2 separate regions of the Sus scrofa genome follow, and region 2 is linked to region 1. The links are chromatin contacts, called in public promoter capture Hi-C maps. All regions are on one chromosome and are shown on one strand. The core of a region is the stretch at or near the end of the contact, and the rest is flanking DNA. Distances in the headings are between cores, read along the strand shown. Region 1 holds the start of TBC1D2 (TBC1 domain family member 2A). Region 2 holds the start of ZNF189 (zinc finger protein 189).

Evidence for each region. Promoter capture Hi-C pulls out the DNA fragments that hold promoters and counts their contacts.
Region 2: a promoter capture Hi-C map of liver shows a contact between it and region 1, with 8 times the contacts expected there. The contact joins the promoter of ZNF189 here to the promoter of TBC1D2 in region 1. A contact is called at or near these places in 1 of 5 promoter capture datasets (liver) and 1 of 47 Hi-C or Micro-C datasets (heart right ventricle).

What each region holds. Positions count from the first base shown.
Region 1 is chr1:240,047,789-240,051,513 of Sscrofa11.1, forward strand. It overlaps TBC1D2 (TBC1 domain family member 2A), which reads right to left and starts at 2,139. Exons shown (of 16, transcript XM_021066519.1): 1 at 1,572-2,139. The coding sequence starts at 1,946.
Region 2 is chr1:243,105,146-243,108,870 of Sscrofa11.1, forward strand. It overlaps ZNF189 (zinc finger protein 189), which reads left to right and starts at 1,766. Exons shown (of 4, transcript XM_005652705.3): 1 at 1,766-2,222; 2 at 2,953-3,037. The coding sequence starts at 2,190. It overlaps MRPL50 (39S ribosomal protein L50, mitochondrial), which reads right to left and starts at 1,686. Exons shown (of 2, transcript XM_003122043.4): 1 at 1,532-1,686. The coding sequence starts at 1,623.

The DNA.
Region 1 (3,725 bases), core at 889-3,388:
TGCCAAGTGCTTAGACATCTTGTTTTAAATCTCACAAACTGTCTAGGTACTAAGAGGTTCACTTGCCCAGTTACATAGCTAGTAAGTAGCTGATGCAGAATTTGAATTCAAGCCTGTATGATTTCAAAGTACATGGCCTTGGCACTGTTTCAGGCTTTCTCAGTTAAATATGATTAAACAAAACCTACTGATGAGAAAACAGGTTTAGACATGCCTCAATGAGCAATCTAGGTTGATCAGTGAAACCTAAATTTTTCTCTCACAATACCTGCCAACATTTTCTCAGCATTCACTCCCCTTGGCCATAATATCAAGAAATGTGATTCAGGAGTTCCCCGTTGTGGCTCTGTGTGGGTTGAAGACCCAATGTTGTCTCTGTGAGGATGCCAGTTCCATCCCTGACCTGGCTCAATGGATTAAGAATCCTGCCTTGTCCCTGGCTGTGGCATAGGCCACAGCTGCAGCTCCGACTGACCACTGGCCTGAGAACTTCCATAGGGGTCCATGCTGTCCAAGGGGTTTGCATCCTGTGCGGTCTGCAAATAGTACAAGTGACTGAAGGTATGGCCATAAAAAGAAAAAAAAGTAAAGAAAAAAGAAACGTTATTCAGAAGTTTCTGCTGTGGCACAGTGGGTTAAGAATCCGAGGTCGCTGAGGAGGTGTGGGCTTGATTCTCAGCCTGGTGCAGTAGGTTAAAGGTTCTGGCACCCGGGCAGCTGCAGCGAGGTGTAATTCACAGTGTGACTATGATGGATTGGATCCCTGGATGGGGAACTTCCATATGTGGGGGGGGGGGCATTAAAATTAAAAAGAAAACTTTTTTAAAAGTTAAGAAATAAAAAGAAACGTGATTCAGAAGTCATGCCTTGAGAGAGGGCAGCAAAGCTCATATCTTGATTATACTTCAACCCGAAGTAAAAAAGTTAAGGCAACTGCATTATTAGCCACACCCAAAAGTAAAAGTTTTGATCAAGTGCTGAGAGGTAGAAAACCCACGGGATTCCAAGTGTGGGCTACACCACTTTTTAGTTGTGTGACCTTGGACCAGTCACTTCATCTCTTTATGACTCAATTTTTTTTTTTTTTTTTTTTTTTTTTTGTCTTTTTGCCTTTTCTAGGGCCGCTCCCGCGGCATATGGAGGTCCCCAGGATAGGGGTCTAATAAGGAGCTGTAGCCACCCGCCTACACCAGAGGCACAGCAACGCCGGATCCGAGCCGCGTCTGCGACCTACACCACAGCTCACGCAACGCTGGATCCTCAACCCCCTGAGCAAGGCCAAGGATTGAACCCGCAACCTCATGGTTCCCAGTCGGATTTGTTAACCACTGCGCCACAACGGGAACTCCTATGACTCAATTACTTGATCCGTAATATGCGTATATCATGTGGGCCTTTGTTATGGGAACACAATGAGGAAATGAGTGTGAATGCCCTTTGTAAAGCACAAGACCCTGTGAACCCAGGGTTCACAGGGGTGTTTGGGGTCGGTGATTATAGTTACAGTAAGTTTATTGTGACCACTCACTTGCACCCCGCTGTGCTGAAAAGGAGAAAATTGCATCATTTACCTTCAAGGTAATAGTCCGGCTGGGGGTCTTGATTTCGAAAGTCCCCTCCTCGGCGTCCGCCTTGCAGTCAAATACCGCACAGGAGAGGTCGATGCTGTCCAAGGGGTTTGCATCCTGTGCGGTCCGCGAATAATACAGGTGACATTTTCTCTCGTCGTAGAAAAACCAGCGGGATTTCCAACCCCGGATGGGCCTTTTGCCTCCCAACTTGCTTAAATATCCACAAAGTTTCTTGGGGGCCGCCTCCAGAGGTCGGGTGCAGACCGTCGATTCCTCTGGAGGCAACACCTGGGAGCCCCTGGCCAAGCTGGCAGGCTCTTCGGACACGGGGGCAGAGGAGCTAGACTCCGCGGGGTTCTCCTGGGCGTCCTCCATCGCCACTAGGGACTGCGGAGGAGCTGGATGTCCACTGCCCAACTCCGGCCAAATCTCGGAGATTCAGGGGATACCTTCAAGACGGAGATAACTGGACGAGGGCGGGGCCTTTAGTGACCCGCCTCCAAGAGACGACGGAGGGACGCAGCTCCCTGCGTTGCGTGCACTTCATTGATCTAAAACCCAGTACCTGAGGGTGGCCACGCCCATCCGGACCCCTCCGTATCTAGGACAGGCCTCGACACGCCCCCTGCCGGCTCCTCCCACACTGCTAACTTCCGACTTTTCTTCGCTCCTCTCCGCCATATTTACTGAGGGCAGCCGCGAGCGTGGGGCGGTCCTCGGATTGAAGGCGTGGTGTCCCTGAATTTGGTTAACCAGCGGAAGAGAGGCTGGAGGAGACGCCCTCCACAAATACCTTGTTCTGGTAACACGCGTAATAACGTAGAGGGACAGTCCCTTCTCCAGCTTTACGGGCCTCCCGCCTTTTCTCCCCAGGTGCCGCGCAGGTCCCCGTTGCGGGGCGCACGGCGCGTCCATTGGCTGAAGGGGACACCCGGCTGCGTGGCGACATTTCCGGCGCCGCTCAAAGCGCGCGTGCTTAGAGGGCTCTGCTGGTGGCCTATATACCCGTCAGCAGTTAAGCGACCCTGTGGTTCTCCCCTGACCGTGGCGGCCTCTCCTTCCTCGGTCCCAGTTCCCGCTCGCCTCTTTCCTGAGCTACTCGAGTTATATGGGCGCCCGGCCCGGCTTCTGCCCTTGCTGGAACCCAGTGCTTGGGACGGGTTTGGGCACAGTAAATTGTGGAATCAAATGTGTCTTTACTAACTTTCTCAACTTCTGTCCTCAGTCTGTCTGCCTCTTGTCCTTAAGTTTCCCCCCTTTACTCCTTTAGGCGCTTCCCTCCGCTTGGGCTATGGAGCCCATTTCCTACCACCTCTTGAGGAGCTTCACGGTTCTTCACTAGCCCTTTCTTAGCCCCTCTTTCTTTAGCTTCTCTCTCTTTGCCATCCTTAACAAAATCTTCCTTGTTTTGTTCCGGGCAAATTATACTCAAGGTCTGAGGTTGTCTTTTCTTAAAATTAACTTAACACAGGTTCACTGCAGAAATTATAATAATATTTTGTAAGTCCATAGCATATCTAAAAATGTCTCTTAATATGATAATAGAGAAATAACATTCTCCAAACCGATGATAGATTAATTATACTATTGTTAGGCAAACGGGGGAATGAAAGAAATAAAAGTCCAAATTTAGTTCAGGTGTACCCTTCTGTTACTGACAAGGGTTTTTGACCTCGTTAATACAAATTGATGAGAGGCCAGACAAATTTAGTCAAGGCTTTATTGGCACCGGTACTGCAGCAGGAGGTAGGAAAACAAGTAACAGCTGCCCTTGCTTGCTCCCTGAGGAGGTGGTGGGGATAAGGGTGAGTCTAGGGATCTGGTGGTCTGCCCCCTTGGTGGTGCTGTGTGCAGAGTGCATGCACAGTGCCCTGCTTTTGCTTCTGCCTCCTCAGAAGTGGCTATTAGGTTTTGGTCTTTTTGAATCTTGTTGGTAATTTGCCTCAACTGCATGCGTGTAGTTATTTTTAGTCCCTTATGGTTTCTTTATATTTGGTTGCTGGAGGAGATAGCTGTCCAGGTGCAAGCACTGTGGCAAAGGGTCCCAGGTCCCAGATTTTAGCCTGTCTCTCTTATATGAGTTGGTTTCCAGTAGAGTCTTTCCTTTCAGCTAAAAGCTGGGCACTAGCCAATAGCTTAGGTCTCAGTACCAGT
Region 2 (3,725 bases), core at 516-3,015, 3.1 Mb after region 1:
AATTGATTGCAATACTGAAAGAAGTGGATAACATGCTATCAAATATCATTTCATGCTACAAAAAATCATTTGTGAAAGAGCCAAGTGATGCAGCTAAATTCTTTGTCTTATTTTAAAGAATTGTCAGACACTTCACCTTTCATCAACCACTGCCTTGAACTATCAACAGCCACCAACATCTAGACAAGACACACCAGCATAAGGCTCACATGATGCGTAGCATTTTTTTTAAGCATTAAAGTATTAAGCTAAGGTATGTATATTGCTTTTTTAGACATAATGCTATTGCACATTTAACACACTACAGATAGTAAGCATAACTTTAAATGCACAGGGAAACCAAAAAATTCCTTTAACATGCTTTGAGATATTCACTTTACCTAACCCTAACCCTTTGTTTGTTGGAAAACAAACCTCAGTAGCTCCAAGGTACACCTTATACTGTTCTAGTTTTCCTCATAATTTACCACTTTCTGAAATTATATTCTACATTTGTTCATTTTTTCCTCCGCCAAAAGACATATTCTATGAGAATAAAGATTTGGTCTGTTTTAACAACCGTATCCCTCACATCTAGACACTGCATATAGCAGACACTCTAGCAAAACTTGGTGAGTAAGTAAATAAAACAAACTTAAAAGGAGATTTGAAAGATAATAATAAACATTAACCAAAAGAGGGGAAGCTAATAAATACATGAGCTGATAACAAAAATCCTTTTACTGAAAGAGTTTATGTCTGAAACTTAAGAGGGCATACATTGTTCCCTGATGTTCCTCTAAGTTTTGATGTCATAACACTTCCTGAGTCAAAAAGATTTATCTTGACAAAATTCCACATGGCGCTGTGGGAAAAGCAGTTTGATGGACGAGTTAAGAGACCTGGGTTCCACATCCACCTGTCATTAAGTTGCTTTCTGACATTTAGCAAAAAAAACTTTCTCTCTGTGGGCCCTCAGTTTCCTCATATGTCAGAGTACTTATGCTCAGAGAAGGGGCTTTGTTTCTGTTGCTGTATTTAGAGAAATGCTGGGCCTGAGCTGGCGACTAGTATCGGTTGAATGAACCAATGAACTAACAAACGAACACAATGAGGAGTTCTGCTTGTGAAGAAATAAACGCCGCAAACGAATTTAGTTCATCAAGCACGTTCATATTCCTGTTCTGAATTGACCGTCGGAAACGAGTCATTCCTTTCCTGAGATCCTACTCCACTAGGTGCCTAGAGCGCATGGTCGGTACTGCTTGCTTAATAAATTAACGGGTGAAATGAAAGGGAAAGGGGAAAGTATTTCGGTTCTAAGATTTGTAAACTGAGGTCAAAGGAAGTGACTGGACCACCACTCGCGGAACCTGGTGCTTGTTTCTCAACTCAGAACCCTAACGCACTTTATCGTCCCTTCCCTAGCAAGACGCAGGAGGAGGTTCCTGTCTTAATAGCATGACGCTCCCTTCCGAATTCTCCTCTTCATCCTTCTCAGTTTCTCTCCTTATTTTCTGTGAGCTTGAACCACCATCACTTTCCGCTTTACCTGAATGGAGACCAAAATTCTCTGCGTGGCGCCCCAGAGACTGCACACGTGAGGCTTCTTCTGGCAAGACCGGAGACCCACCGTGCCGCCATCTTCGAGGAGAACTTCGAAACAAAACACCGCCCCCCGCCGGCAGTGACGCGCCAAGACCAGCCAATCAGGCGTAAGCTTAGTGTCAAGCATTCCCTTTTTCCTCTAAGCCTCACCATGCTCCCTAGCCCTTTGCACTCCGGGAAATGTAGTCCGGTAGCCGTTGCGGCTGAGACTGAACCCGGGCGCTCCCTCTGAGCCTGACGGGAGTTGTAGTTGGGGGGAGTCCCGGGAGGGTTCTGGGTGACGCCTTCTGGTCCGGGCGGGCGGTCATAGAGCTCTTTGGCTGAAAGCAAAAGGAGCAGGCAGCCGGGAGGAGGCTCTAGCGCGGCCTGGAAGGCCTGCGTAACTAGGCAGGGGAGGCATTCGGGGTTAGGGGGCGGCCAAGAAGCGCATCTGACATGCTGCTGGGGTCGTGACCGCTCGGGGACCGAGGCAGGACCTGGCCATATCCAGCCTGGAGGCCTCGCCTTCGTCGGGCCTCATCTTCAGCGGCGGCGTAGGCCTTGCTAGAGGCTCCTTTTCGTGCGGCTACCCCGGATTCCTGCCCTGATTTTCTGTCGGAGAGATGGCCTCCCCGAGCCCCCCGACAGAGCCGAAGGTAGGTCGCCCCTCCGGGTATTCGTGTTCTTTCGCCATTACCCAACTAGGCCACGCCACCGTCGGTCGTGTTCCCCCCCCGCCCCCGCCAGATTGCGGTCTTTAGGGCCAGCTTGGTGCGAGGGAGTACCCCTTTAATGCACCAGGGTGCCGGTCATGACCACACTATCCACTGGCTCCTTTTTTGAGAGCGACTGGATAAATTAGCTAAAGAAAATGAGTAGTGCTCCAAACTAGTGTTCTCATTTATGAGTTCTTTCAGGTGAGGTACCTTTTTTGACCCTCTCCTGTGTCTAATGCACCTGCTGCGATGCCTGGACCCAAGGTAGACGCATGGAGAACTTAACGGAATTGAAGTGAAAAGGGTCTCAAGCCAGTGCTAATAGAGAATTGGAGCGGGGCAATGAGGTGCAGGAAACTTGGGAAGGCCTTGGGTCAGTTTGCTAGAATTATAATATTGGGGAATAATTGATAAGCCAGAAAGCCTTATCCTAGGCCTCCTCACTACAGAAGGCAAAGATGCAGCAATAGAATTCAGTCTGTTCCAGAATTGAGCCCAGTTTGGAACTCTTAGTTATCATGTGCCTCCTAGCCTACCCAGCCCTGATAAGTGATTGCTTCTGCTACTTTCAGTGCTAGAATTGTCCTTGAGACAACAAGAACTGACTACAGAAATCATACTATTTCAGGGGTTGCTGACATTTGAGGATGTGGCTGTGTTTTTTACCCAGGAGGAGTGGGATTATCTGGATCCAGCTCAGAGAAGCCTGTATAAAGATGTCATGATGGAGAATTATGGAAACCTGGTCTCACTGGGTAAGAATCTGCTGTTTCTCTGATTAAAATATATAAGAAACTGTAAGAAATCAGAACACTTGAGCCAGTATCATACCAAACTGCTTTGTTCCAAAGTTCTGATTCAAACCTTTAACCATGAATTATTTCCATGACTCTCATCCTTACCATCCTTGCAGTGACCAAAATACAAGCCTTTCTAGCTTCATATCTTCATAATCTCATTCCCATATTGCTCTGTACTTTCCCTCCTGGTTCATCCTCCCACTGCTTTCCTCCCACCCCTTTTTACTCTGCCTTCTGGAGCCCCTGTTCCTCTTCACACAATGTTCCCTACCCCTCCTGGCCTTAACTGAAACCTGGCATTTTCCCAAGGACACCACTTCTCTGGCAGTGGCTGCTTATTCTCCCACATCCTCGTCCTTTCCCATCCTTTGTCTCAAGGCTGAAAGGGAAAAACTATTGTTCTCTGAGGTTTTCCTTGCTGTTCCCAAAGCATTACTTTTTCCACCTTCAAATACAATTTTTCTCTTTTGATGTCTCAGCTGTCTTGCTCTACCCACTCATTTCTTTTTCACTATCAACTGTCATTTTTTTTTTTTTTTTTTGGTCCCTCACACGTAGATTTTGTCACATTTCAGAATCTTCTCTTTGCTAACCCACACCGTTAATATTGTAGTCATTACTTCAGCCTCATTGTATATTGACT